2 separate regions of the Gossypium arboreum genome follow, and region 1 is linked to region 2. A link is a contact called in public Hi-C data. All regions are on one chromosome and are shown on one strand. Each heading gives the region's core, a stretch centred on a gene start, on an enhancer-like site or on the middle of the called end of the contact. The rest is flanking DNA. Distances are from core to core; before and after follow the strand shown. Region 1 holds the start of LOC108473185. Region 2 holds the start of LOC108472589.

Evidence for each region. Hi-C and Micro-C count contacts between places; a contact is called where the count stands out from the background.
Region 1: a contact with region 2 is called in a Hi-C map of leaf, with 1.7 times the contacts expected there. The contact joins the promoter of LOC108473185 here to the promoter of LOC108472589 in region 2. A contact is called at or near these places in 2 of 5 Hi-C or Micro-C datasets (both in leaf).

Annotation. Positions count from the first base shown.
Region 1 is chr1:106,563,147-106,570,846 of ASM2569848v2, reverse strand. It overlaps LOC108473185, which reads left to right and starts at 4,207. Exons shown (of 1, transcript XM_017774722.2): 1 at 4,207-4,973. The coding sequence starts at 4,277. The coding sequence ends at 4,759.
Region 2 is chr1:106,364,036-106,371,381 of ASM2569848v2, reverse strand. LOC108472589 reads left to right here and starts at 5,852. Exons shown (of 1, transcript XM_017774133.2): 1 at 5,852-6,824. The coding sequence starts at 5,995. The coding sequence ends at 6,603. It also overlaps the pseudogene LOC108471939.

The DNA of each region.
Region 1 (7,700 bases), core at 2,958-5,457, 200 kb before region 2:
TAATTATGAAGATAGATAAACGAAATAAGTACAAGTACATGAAATATAATTTATGTTAAGTTTGATATAAGCTATTACCTAATAAATATACATAAAATATATGGAAATGATGGAGCATGAAATATTGATATAATGAAATGAATGATATATGCTTATGAAGAAACGGTAAGAGCATGATATGTTTCATGACATGTACATATATGATTATCTTTGATATGTTGATACAAGGAAATTATGTAATTGAGACTATTATTAAACTCAAGTGCGATATGTCGAGAAAATAGATATATCAGTGTTGAATTTATATGAGATATGTGCAAGTATACTAACAATGTTGCTGTTTGATGCTTATACAACTGTCAAACTGTTGATTGAATGGTAATATATTTATTTATATGATGCATTGAATCGGTAAGTATTTAAATTTTTTTTAGTGATCTGTAAATGGTAGTAATGCTCCGAAACCCTGTTCTGGCAGCGGATACGGGTTAGGGGTGTTACAGTTAATTCCAAAAATAACAAAATTTGCCAAATGTAGAGCTTAAACTTAGAACCTCTTAGACACACCTAGAACACTTAACCACTGAAGCAGATATACATTTGGGTCAGATATTTACTGAAACAAAAATAGATAATTTAGAGCGTTACACGAGACCTTGATGTTAGGTGTGTGTTTCTCTACAAGCAAATTGAGGCAAATCGTGCCTCGAGATAGGGCCACACGATCCCCTCACACGGCCATGTTTCCTTTGAAACCCTAGGAATTCGACGGCCTGGCACACAGCTATGTCTTCCTTGCACCTTGATTTTACAATTTCCACACGGCCTCAGCCTGTTAGAAGACCTAGCCATACGACCGTCTACCCCTCCACGCAGTCCAAGGCTTCCTACATGGTCCGGTCACACGGCCGTGTGTCCCATGTTTCTCAAATTTAACAATTTTATCCAAAATTTTATGTTTTATGCAGATTAGTCCCTTAATGGTTCCCGAACTATTTTCAATGTCTTTTTTTACTCAATTGAGTTCCTAATAAGATGAATTATGCTAAAATTCATGATCTAATTCACTAAATTAATATTATATTTATATGACTACATGAATTGTGAATAAACATGCATATTGTATTTGTATTTGTGAACTGTTCGTACATGCCTTATGATACCGTTAGATTGGATCCTTGAAAAGCACATGTTTTGGTTGTTGTACAGAGTGGATGAGAGTATATTTATTGGTGCAATTCTTGATTTTTTATAATCATGTTATCTGTTTCCGTTATATTCTTTTTATAAGTATCTGTTTCCGTTATATTCTTTTTATAAGTATCTATTTCCGTTATATCCTTTTTATAAGTATGTCATATTTTATTGCATGGGACGAGATGTTTTGAAAGGAGGAAGCTTTGGTAGAATACTAATCTGCAATTTTGGTGGTTCATCCACATATTATCTGACAACTTTTATCTGCAATTAAGTTGTGCATTCACAACCATCTGGTAGTGTATTAAGCTGCAACACTAGTGGTTCGGCCACCTATTATCTGATAGCTCTCATGCATTTATGTTGTGTATTCTCAACCATCTGGCAACATATTAACCTACAAATTTGTGGCTTATCCACAACCTGGTGTATAGGGATGAATGAGTTCTAGGGAATTCTTATGTTGTGTAGCGGTGGGGTAGGATCTTTTGTGTTAAATCTGAATCTATGTTGCATTCACAAAAGCATGCACTAACATTTTTTGAGATTTCTGAGATGATATATATAAGTACATATATAAACATGATGTTAATTTGTTAATATCATATTCCAAATATGTTGTTATGAATTCTTATATGTGATGTGATTTCGTATGCTAATCGGTTGCACAGATTATCTTGTGATGGAACTCACATTGAGCTTCATAGCTCACTCATTTTATTTTTCATCTTCTAAGATAATCCACCAGGTTAGGATGCGGGCACGGAATCTAGTGGGTCCCAGCTTAGGATTTTAATTTATAAAATTATTTTAGGCTCGTTATTTGATTTATTTCAACTATCATTATTCAAGTATGTATTATGATTTTATTTCAAACTGTGTCTTAAGACTTAGGATTCGAGTTTGTTTTCATATTGCATGAAATTTAATTTGAATTTTAGGATATCGAGTGACGTTTAATAATTAGTTATGCATAAACACGGTTTCTATTAAAAACATAAATAAATAATGTCTTTTTCCGCTGCTAAACTATAATTAAAATGTTAGAAATAATAAATCGATATTTAAACTAAGTTTTCTACTAAACTAAACAAATGTCTTAAAATGACAGTTTTAAAACTCCAATAAGCTTACTAGGTCACTTCGGTGGCTAATGTAATCTTCTAAATTAAGGTCTAATGTTTAGGCTGGGTTGGGGAAGTTACAAGATCGTACATGTTTTATATATTATTATTAATTAGTTTCAAACTATACATTTCATTACTTATTGTATGTTACTTTTAAACATACATCTGTGTTCTAAATATGTAGTTTCCACATACATTCATGTAATAATTTTTTTGTATTAATAAGATTGTTGATTGAATTGGTGTCATAAGTTAACTCGATACCAACTCAAGATTGGTGGCTAGACCGTGATAAACAATTTAGTATTATTAATGTGATGTAATTATGTGTTTAGATTTCATTTTACTCACAATTTAATTTCATTTTAATATCGTACATATTTCATGTATTATTATTTATCAATTTCAAAACATACATTTATTATTTATCATATATTTTTCAAACACATAAATCTTTATATTCTAAATATGTTATTTTATAAGTTTACATGTGTGATAAAATTTTAGTATTTAAAATAATCATTCTATTCTCATGCTTCAATGGGTTGGACCCTTTGAGTTGTTTTTTTTTGTATCAGTTGCAATTTGTGCTATTAATAATTATAAGTAATTAAATTTATTTGTGGAAACATTTCTAAAAAGAAATGTGGATGGTGTAATTGAATATTAATGTGGTTGAAAAGAGTTTCAATTTACGTAAAAAAATTTTAAGCAGCAATGATACAGTCATATGTAAAAGTCATGTATGACAGTTTTGAAAATATAGGGTAATTGAATTTGGGAATAATTATTTAAATTCTCATTCTTTCTCTTAAAAGTTGGAAAGTGTAATTAGGTACTTCAATTACATTAAATTTAGTGAGACCTATCAATTATAATGATTGCTTAAATATGTCATCCTGTGTAATTACAAGCAACTACATTTATGGTTTTATAATAAAAATTTTAAAACTTTGTGGGATGAAATATTGTATAAAATTAGTGCTTCTTAAAAGGAATTTATTATCAAATTAATTTAAAAGAGAATTATTTGGTATATATAGGTGAATTTTATTTTTATTTTCAAAAGCTAATTAAATAAGTATTCTTAATTGATATTTAAAAAAGAGTTAGTATTTGGTATATTGCTAGTATAAATTTTTTATTTCAGAAATAATTTTAAAAATTATCACATATTTTTAAAATATTTTATTATATTTTATAAAACACTTGTTAATCCCTTAACTATACTTGTGGAGCTTAAAACTTCATTAATATTATAGCAGATATTTTTTTAATATATATAAATGTGACACACGATGGTATATTAACATCACTTATAGAATTAAAAACTCTAGTGATTTATATATATATCTTTTAAAATTAATGGTAAAAATATTTGTAACTCATTTTAAAATTTATTCTCTTTTAAATATTATTGTTAATGCTAATTTAGCAATATCGAGCAAGGTTAGTAGCAAATAACATACTACAAATTATTCTAAATTTAAGTGGGAACATGATTTTAGTTATGATTTTCATTGTAATTACAAAGACTTTAAAAATTATGTGCAAAGTCTAATTCTAATTCTAATATTTAAAGGGTATGTAAAATATATAACCCAAGAAGAGCTGAAGTTCCAATATGCTGTTGGTGACGTAGACTGTTTTAATTATCTCCAACATTTTTTTCTTTAAAAAAAAAAAAAGGAAAATCAAACTCGGACTGTTAATAATATTTTACTTCAAAAATCACACACATTGCAATATTTAAATAAAAATATAAACTAGTAATATTTTCTTTGTCTGCTAATGTTCACTAAAAGTCCTCCCTTTGAATGGATTGGGGGATAATTCAGCAGTAAGTAAATTAGAGCAACCATTTCTGAATACAATACTCTATAAATAACCCTTCATTTCCCACCCTTTTCTAACCCATCTCATTTCTCCCAAAAACAAAAACCCATATCGCAATGTTTGCTTCATCATATTCATCACTTTCTTTCCACCACTCAACCATGGCGATTGACAAACTAGGAAAGTACTTGGTTTCTCTTCTTTCAATGTTTTCGGTTGTGAAATGGGCCTGGCATTTGTTGCTTCGTTACTGTTTGTTCCCTTATCAAATACCTGCACCCATTGGTGGCGAAGATTTCAAGCTAGGGTGCCGGAATTACAGCTGCAAGCAAGGCGCGGGTGATGATGAAGAAGAAGTTGAATGTGCTATATGTTTATGTAAGATCGACGAAGACGATGAGATTCCAGAGTTGAGATGTGACCATGTTTTCCATAAAGTTTGCTTGGATAGATGGGTCGGATACCGGCATTCCACCTGCCCTCTCTGTCGCACTTCTTTAACAGCTCCCCGGCAACTAGTTTCCGGCATGGAAGTCCTCCTTTTCAAATATTGTTGTTTGGATGATAGCAGGCAGCGTGAGACCTGGTGGCTGCGATAGGTTAAAATAGCTACCGTGATATTGCGGCAGTTGAAGTTGTATTTATTTATTGACCGTAATTGATTGTAATACATTCATTATATGGGACAAGCTCAATGTATATAAAAGGCCAAGGGGTTTGGCATCCAAATATAATTACTTTACTCATGGAAGAGCCCTTGACTTTTTAAAGTTTTGAAATCCAAGAAAGGCCAATTCCATACGGATCCAACAAGGAATTTTATTAGCTATTAAATCAAGGCTGAATGTTTCAATGCTGTATTTAGTATGGTATTACTTAACTTTCTTGCAATTACTCTCTAATCTCTAAACATTCAACCAATTTTAATTTAACAAATATCAATACAACTATAAATTGATATTGAATCACACGTGTCTCGCCATAATCAAACGATAGTGTAAATTCGGAAAAATCTCAACCTAAATCTAAATATAACTTGTTAAAGATTATTGTATGAATCACCAAAATTATGGGTTGGATAGTTGGCAATGTTGGAAATAGCGAGGGCGAGTTGGAGTCATGATATGGCAGCTGTGGAAACAAAGAGATTGTGTTCGCAATCGGGAATTTTTGCTCCACTCATAAAATTGTAATAGCACAACTAGCTCAGGAATTTGTCCCCTTTTCTTACCAATTTTTTTAATTTTGATCAGAAGAAAAGAGGGAGAAAAAACAATAGTAAACACTCATAATAGATGGTAAAGGATAAATTTCATTAACACAATAAATATTTTAATCTCAATATCAACAAAATATTATAATACGTTAATAATTATTTTTGTTATAATTCAAACACAATATATTTAAAGTGGTTACAAACATTTAATATCATAAACAAATAATATAATTTTATAATACTCTTATAACTTTTTGTTTTTGTATCATGTGTTTGTAGTGTTGTATAATTATATTTTGTTTTCATATGGTCATATTTGATTTGCTCAGGGTAGACCGTAGAGCAAGACTTTTATTATAATTTTATAAAAATTATAATTATACAGTCGTTTGAATCGAAGCTTCGTATATGTGGAATTTTCATTCAACAATTAACAATGTTAATTATAGATGAAAACATTAAATTCCAGTCAATGTCAAGCCGTCTGACTAAAATAATATTATATTCAAGAATTAACCTTCTTTGCTCTTCCATCTATCATTTTACAAGAAAATATAAACATGATGTGAAAAAAATTAGAATATATATAGGGGCGAAGTCAGAAATTTTTTTTAGGAGGGGCCAAATGAAATTTTAATTTTTTATAGTTTATATTTTTATAATTTGTAAAGGATTAAATTAAATTTTCATAATTTTAGGGGGGCCAAAGTATAATTTTATCTTTATTAATTTAAAGTTTTTAAAAATTTTTAAGGACTTAAAATAAAATTTTCTATTTTAGAGGGGAGCGGGGCCCATGCCAACCCCCGACTACGCCCTAGATATATGATATATTATTTATATAATATAAAATAACATTTTAAATATAAATACGTTATTGATATAATATTTTAATAGTTTTCTTAAAAAAACTAATTTTAATTCCCCACATTTTTATTACACATATGTTACATTTGATTCTAATATAATAGCATGAGTAAAAAAACTCATTAAACATATGTTGTAAATTAATTAAATATAAAATAAAGAATAATTTATAACTAACCAAAAGTAAAACAAAAATCATATCCGGTATAATTACAATTTATTTGACTATTTTAAATATTTAAAACCCACAATATTTTAACAGTTCACATATTCTCTTGTAGGTCTAACCCTCAAATTATCGAGAAGTGAGCAATTTTGTCCCAGGGTGAAGCCAGAAAAGTTTTTAGGGGCCGGATGAAATTTTAATTTTTTATAGTTCATATTTTTATAATTTGTAAATAATTAAATTAAATTTTTATAATTTTAAGGAGGCCAAAGTGTAATTTTACCTTTATTAATTTAAAATTTTTAAAAAATTTCAAGAGCCTAAAATATAATTTTACATTTTAAGAGGGGCTGGGCCCATACCAGCCCTTTAGCTACTCCTCTGTTTTGTCCTTTTTTTTTTCAAAAAAAATGATTAAAAATTCTTAACATACCTTTTTTTAAAAAAAAAAATTAAACGTTTTCACTCACATTTTGGATTCATTGTATTCCTTTTTCATATTGAAACTTAAATTAAAATCGTATCCAAATACATTATTATGCATTGTAGGTTTTAAAACTACAATTTAATTCTATTATATAAGACTTAAAATTAAAATTTAATAATTATTTTCTACAAGTAAAAAATTAATTAATATCTTATCCTAAGTATGGAGTAGCTTTAAAACTCAAATAAACATTAATTGCTTAATTGGCTTACAGAATCATATAATTAATTATTAGATTTGCTCCGATAAATAACATAAAAAAAATAATTAGTATAATATTTTAATTTTTTTTTAAAACTAATTAAAATTCCCGACATTTAATGAAATAGTAACATGTAATTAAGTGGCATTTGAGTTTTGGTTAACAGGCGGCAGCGTTAGGTGGAGAATGACTGGGTGAGTCAAGACGCAAGAGTAAAGAAAGAGGTGATTCTCTAGTTTACGAGAGTACTGATTCCTTTTCTCTACCTGTTGGGATATTCATGTCCCTTCCACCTTCCACCTTCCACCTTTTAGCCGTATTTTTATTTGATATTTTATATATCAATATTATATTTATTCTTAGGTTTTATGCCATAAATTTTATATTTTCACAAATTTAAATTTAGTTCATATACTTTTATTTTCAAAAATTTAATCTTTTTATCTTTCATATTTTAAAATTTAAGTCCAATTGTTAATATTTTTATTTATTTTTTGTTAAATTTATTGATGCGACATTTTAAAATAAAAATAATCACTCGATAATCTTAATTAAATAAATGACATTATAATAAACTTAAATTTAACAAAATAATTTTAACA
Region 2 (7,346 bases), core at 4,603-7,102:
TTACCGGAGTCGGATTTACAACATATACCATTGGAATCCTTGTGTTTTACATTCTGTATCACCATACTATATTTATAACTTCTTCAAGAAAGCTGGAAAAGATGGATGGAGTTCCCTTGGAGGCATCGTCCTTTGCATTACAGGTCGGTTTCAGGGAAAGATCCAAAAATTTTTATTGTTTCCCAAAGGAACGTTCTCTTTTTGGTAAGACTGATCATGTACTATGCTTGGTCTTTCAGGTGCAGAAGCTATGTATGCTGATCTTGGTCATTTCTCTAAGCTTTCTATCAGGGTGCTTCTTGATTCTTCCTTCTATATATGATGTTTTTATGAAACTCGAAAGTTAGACAATGGGATTTCGCATCAAACTGCTTTACTTTACCTGTTCTTTTTCGGAAACAGATTTCCCTTTTGCTAATTTGTACGGATTGAATGGCAGATAGGCTTTACAGCAGTTGTTTATCCTTGCTTAGTTCTAGCATACATGGGTGAAGTTTTTTATCTCTCCAAGCACAGGATGAATCTTCAAAGCAGTTTCTACAGGGCCATTCCTGGTAAGCTTGAAACTTGTAGTTATCTTAGTTTTCGACATAATCCCGGATCTTCATCAGAGGAATGATTCATCTTGCAAGGACATAAATCACTTGCTTCATTCCAAAACTGAGTTACAACAAGAGAAGGCACATGTTTGTGCATAATCTGATGTTTTCTCTTTTCTACTGTATATCTTTCTTTTCTTTTTAGACGCTGTATTTTGGCCAGTGTTTATCATTGCCACTCTTGCAACGGTAGTCGGAAGTCAAGCAATAATCTCAGCTACATTCTCCATCTTCAGTCAATGCAGGGCCCTAAGTTGCTTCCCACGTGTGAAGATAATACACACATCGAAGCAAATACATGGACAAATATACATACCAGAAATAAACTGGATCCTGATGCTGCTATGTCTTCTTGTTCTTATCGGCTTCAGAGATACCAACACGATTGGCAATGCATATGGTTTGTGCCTTCACTTGCCTTGGCTTCCTCAGCATCCCCCCTTTGCTTGCGCTCTAAGCCAACAATATGCTTCTTTTTTCTTTTTTTTTGGGGGGTGTGCAGGCCTTGCTGTGATCACAGTCATGTTTGTTACAAACTGCTTGATGTTTTTGATCATCATTACGGTTTGGAATCGAAGTTTTTTCCTTGCATTATTGTTTGTACTAACCTTTGGATCTGTGGAACTGCTTTATTTTTCGGCATGCCTTGCTAAAGTAGGCAAAGGGGGATGGCTTCCCCTTCTTGTCGGCTGCAGTAATTTTGTCTCTGATGTCAATCTGGCACTACGGGACTTGGAAAAAGCAATCATTCGAGTTTGAGAATAAGGTGTCATTGGATAGTTTCATAGCTCTTGGTATAACCAGGGTTCCATGAATTGGCCTAATTTACTCCAATGTCGCCTCAAGTATCCCACCAATGTTTGCACATCTTGTGGCAAGCTTTCCAGCATTCCATCAGATCCTCATCTTTGTCACCCTGAATCATAACAGGTGACAAGCGCTTTCATGTTTCGCGGATCGGTCCTCCTGAATTCTGTTTCTACCGATGCATATTAAGGTAACTAACAATCAAATCCACAACTAACATATTACTAATTGTCATAGCTAATGTTATCTTGAATACAACACAATGTATAGGTTCAGATACAAGGATGTTGGTGACAAAAACGACTTGGAAACTCAACTGATTGAAAAGGTCTCGGAGTTTCTGAAACACCAGTCCATTAGTGAAACCTATTTAGCCGCAGGGCAAGCACCTATTCCCGTCAAAGATGTTAGTAAAATGGGGTATGAGATTAATGCTGGAGAAGGCAATCGAAGAAGAAAAGCAGCCGGATCGAAAATGACTCCAACAAGCAACGAAGTGCAGGAACTAATGGAAGCAAAGGAATCAGGAGTGGCATACATAATTGCAAGCACTCGTATCAAAGCCAAGGATGCATCTTATTTGGTGAAGAAATTTGCAATTAACATAATCTACGGGTTTCTTAGACGAAATAGCAGGCGTTCTCCAGTTGCACTCGGTATACCTCACGCCTCACTTGTCGAAATCGGAATGCTTTACCTAGTTTAAGTAATTTGTCCATCGGAATGCCTATTTTTACCGCTTAAAGTATATGGTATTTTACATCAATTTTAATTACTTAATTTTTCATAAATTTTAATATAACATTAAAATGTTCATGTATTTATATGTAGGGTTGGTATGAATTTTCATATTTTATTTTTTATATCGTGTTCATCCTCTCTAATTGTATTCCTGGATTTAGCTATGATACAAGGCCAAAAAATCTTTGCCTTTTGCAGTTTTTATTTTTCTTAGTATTTATTTTACTATTTATTGGATAATTTTATAAGTACTTAATATATCATTTATAGAATTATTATTTTAAATAAAAGATGTCGAAACCTTTTTTTTTTTTTTGAAAAAAGCAGGGATCGACCTTAAAACGAAGTATGGAGTCGCCACTAATCTTTTTTTGCTTAGGTATGATTGAATCACCTAATAAAATATTTTATTTTATTTAAATCAATTTTGGCCTACGAAAATTTGAGAAAACGGGTTCGGGAGCTGGTTACGTACAAAGAAGGATTAGCACCCTCGCTACGCCTAAAATTGGTACCAAATTGATTAAGTACTGTCTTTATGTCTAAGATTTAAAAAATATTTTGAAATATGGTTCCTTTTAAAACATTTGAATGACTCAAATTGGACATTAAAATTCTCTTGTTTCGAAGAAATACAGTATCATATCCAGCACGTTAGGACACGACCCTTTAAACCCTCGAAACCGCAATCAATTCTCGATCTCCAAAAGCTCATATATTTGAAAATTACAAAGGGATATTCGACAAAAAATCGAAACCCAGCACGTTAGGGAACGATTTCTCGAATTTCCAAATATAGAACATTACGTTGTTTTAAAAATTAGAAAACACGGACGAAATTTTAAAGGAATATTTTATTATTTTGGACAAATGGAGAATTGAAACCCAGCACGTTAGGGCACGATTTCTCGAATTTCCAAACATCAAACATTGCCTTTGTTTTAGGAAATTTTCAAATAAACAATTGTAAAGCAAGCTCAAAACACATTAGTTTGACTTGAAATAAAATGGAATAATTAATCTTAAAACAATAAGTTGAAAATTACAATGCTACACTTGTGAATAGGAAGCGAAATTATAAACATGGAACAACATACACGAATAATGGATCCTACTAATGAGTGAAAAATGTATAGATGTAAAAATAAAAAGAACAAATTTGCAAACATACAATAATAATGAGCTCACATCCAAACATTAATAATTTAAATAATGAAAAATAGAAATATTGCTAATTAAAGAAACAGATCCAAATAAAACCATAGCAAGCTTTCATACATAGATAAATAAAATTAAGAAAGTACCACAAAAGTCTAATAGACAATATAAAGCGATAATATATTAATCAACATGAAAACTAAAAACTACACATAACATGTGAAACAATACGTAGACTAGGAGCCAATATGGTACAAAACAATTTAAAAGCTATATGAAAAAATTGCAAATGGATAATACATGCTAAAATTTGAAATAATTTACATGCATAAAATAAAATAAAAAAAACTAATAATACCTAAATAATTATTAAAATACATGTTATAAAAAGAAGAAATTGAATCAAATAATGTGCAAGATATTTTAAAAGATGATACATCTATTTGAGGTTGACAATATACATACAATAAAAAATAATTTAAATAATATATAAAATATGTAAGGTTTTTAAATAACAAAATGTATAATAAAATATGTTATTAGGGAATGAACTATATACATAATAGATTTAAAAAACATATATATAAATAGATTTAGAAGAAATTATATGTATAATATAACATGGAATTAATAATGTATATAGAATAAAATCAACTTTATCATGAACTATATATGTATAATAATATATAAGAACATTTAAATGAAATATTATACAAAATTTTAAAATAATATGATATAAAAGGAACTTTAAGATGATGATTTTATAAAGAACAAAGTAAAATTATCAAAGTAACTCAAAATATATATAAAAAAGAAATTACAAAAATGAATGTTAAATGAATTTAAAAATATAATGAATTATACAAATTAAAAAGACTCAATTAAAATAAAATTAAACTAAAAGGGTACATAATAAATAAAATAAACCAGCAAGGACTAAAGCGCAATGCGTGTGAATGTATAGGGATCAAAACTGGAAATATTCCAGCTTCCAAAATGCAGTGTTTAACTATAGGCTAAACTAAAACTGCGTACAAATCTCAGGAAAAAAAAATAAAAAACGAAAGAAACAAAAAAGGACTCAATCAAATAACAATGCAAACAGGAAGGACTAATTGCAAAAATATCCCCTCTCCACAGAAACACGCGAATCCTAGAGGCACTGAATTGGGTTGGGTCAGATGAGGCTTATACGACGTCGTTTCAAGGCCATTGAATCATGCCTTAAACGGCGTCGTTTCGTGTCTTCTATAAAAAGAAAAAAAATAATCCTAAAAAAACTTAAACATTTCAGCAAAGAAAAGGGAAAAAATGGAAAATCCTAAATGTTTTCCCTCATTCGGTCCGCCGTCCAACCACCATTCCACCACTATAATCGGTGGATGATGGCATGCAGTGGCTTCCCCCGTTTAGAACCTAGCCTTAAGGGTTGTCGATTTCAGCCCCACAATCCCATCTCAAGCTTCGATTTCGACGAAGGAGATAAGGACTCCGATGGCTCGTTCGCGAAGGTAAGCCTTCTCCTTTTCATTTTCTTATGCTAAAACTACATACAAAATCCAGAAAGAAAACAGATTGAAAAGAAAGAAAGTATAAAGCATTTGAAAATCACCTTTTGATAATTTTTGGTTGCTTTTTAATTCAATACGCGTAAAAAATTACAGTTCTCCTCTCTTTGGCTTTATAGCCAAACCAAAATAAATAAATAAAATACAAGCTTTTTTGCTACTTCTTTGTGCTGTTGTGGTTGTTTGTTTTCTCTGTAGGTACGGCATTTGCTGGCATTGTACAGAGGTACGGAGAGGCTACGTGGCGAGGCGGTCGTGGCTGTGGGCGCATGGAGGCTGGGGCTTGGCTGCGGCGCAAGGGGGAGAAACCTTAGGGTTTCTGTTAGTGTTTTAATTTTGGGCCATTTGGGCCTTGTATTTCTGGGCTAGGTTTTAGGTTTGGGTCAAATTTGTTGTTGGGCTATGGACTATTGTAATTTGGGATATGACTTGGGCCTGGACTGTTTATTTATTCATTTTTATTTATTATTTTAATCTGGGCTAAAATTAGCCTATTACAAAAGATATTTTATATGATTAATTAATAATTATCATTTTGTAATTTAAAATGGGTTGATGTAGTATTATTTTGAAATAAAACAATTATTTAAATAAAACATAAATCAATAATTAAAGATATAAAAAAAATTATTAAATGATTTGCATTAAATACTAATTATTTATTAAAGAAAAAAATTATTTACAATAAATTTATATACTATATTAGAGGAGATGGGCGATGACGGAGTTCAAAATCGAAATGGCAAAACCGTAAATATGGAATAACATAAAATTTTTATTCTGCTCAGTGTCAAGTTCGAGATATAGTAACTTTTATGGGACAATTTTGTAATTGTGCTTACCTCAATTTGAATCGTTGTTAAAAATAGACGTTGGCAAAATGTCACACGCTCCTGAACGTTCCAATCACCGCCAAATGATATTCCTGAAAAAGAATTAAGAAATTTTAAATTCCCAAGTCGACCGTTGCAAGCATTTAAATTAAAAAATTCTCTCGACCGTTGGGGAAAACCAGAGAAAAGAACTCCGAAATCCATTATTTCTCCCTTCAAAACACTCTCTTTCTTCAACATTTTTCATCATTTTCACTTGAAATCTCCATCTTTCTCTTGTACAGATCCATGGCGGATCAAAGCTCAAACCCATCAATCATTCTGCCAAAACCACCACACCCACTTCACCAAATTGCGGAAACACCAACCCACAGGTTGCTTTTGAAACAATGGCTGAAAGAAGAAGAACTGATTCTCAACAGAATATCCTTTAAGGAGACTCAAATCGACTCCGTCCGTAAAGAAATCACGCAGCTTTACATCTTCTTCTTCCTCTTCCACTCCATTTCTCTTCTCCTCCTCTTCAACTCTTCTTCCCGGGACTCTCCTGTGGGTGCCTGCCACAGGTCTTGGATCCCATCTCTATGTTCTTTACTATGCTCCATGGGGATCATTTGGGCTGTTAGGTATAAAACCGATGTGGAAGGGCACTTGGAGAAGCTGCTGGAAAGGGAAAAAGAGGATGGGAAGCTGTTGGGTAAGTGTGTGGAGGAGTTGAAGAAGAAAGGAGTGGAGTTTGATTTGTTGAAAGAGGTGGATGCTCTTAGAAGGGCTAAGAGTTTGAGGGTGGAAGCCAAGGCTGTGAGGAAATGGTCTGCTAGGGACTTTGTGACATTGTTTTTCTTCACTGTTTCATGCCTGGTTCTAGGGTTGACAAGGGTTATTTTGTGCAGTTAAATGGATGTTTGGCATGTTGGAAAATATGATTCTTTTGTGTTTTTTTGTTTTTGTTTTTAGTTGGCAGAGAAGATAGATGTTGGATTCTGTCATAGAAAGGGTAGGAAATTGGTTTTTGGGAATGGGATTGGAAGTAGTTGCAGAATATTCTGTTCTGCTTTTGTAATTTGGGAAAGTTATATCTCCAGATTATGAAAATAAACATCATGTTTCCAGATTCAGTATTTGTTTTACATTTTTCATCTTACACTTCCCCACCATCAAAATGCTCTATTCAACTTCGGCAATAAATAAATCAATAACTCCAAATATGATTTTTATTTTCAAGTTTGCTCATCTTTCGCCTTCCATATGAATTTTCTTGTGAAGCTCTCTCTAACCTTATCAACTACAAACTAAACTAAAATTGAACCGGTAATAGTTTGGGACAGAGATGATCAAGTTGAAAGTAAAGGTAAATAGTTTAGGATAGAGAAAAGCCATAGCCAAACACTAAAACACCGGTAGGTATGGATATCCATATGTTTTAGTGTACTGTATTTGATTTATTGTTGTTTTTAAAAAACTATTGATTTATGTATATAAAAGTATTTACAAATATTTAATTATAAGATTCAATAAATCTCAAATATAAAATATTTATAAAAAATAAAGTTTTATTCAAATATAAAAGTAAAAATCTTAAAAAAGTTGGTGACATGAATTCAAGTCTCACTGTATATAAATTATAATATACTAAAATA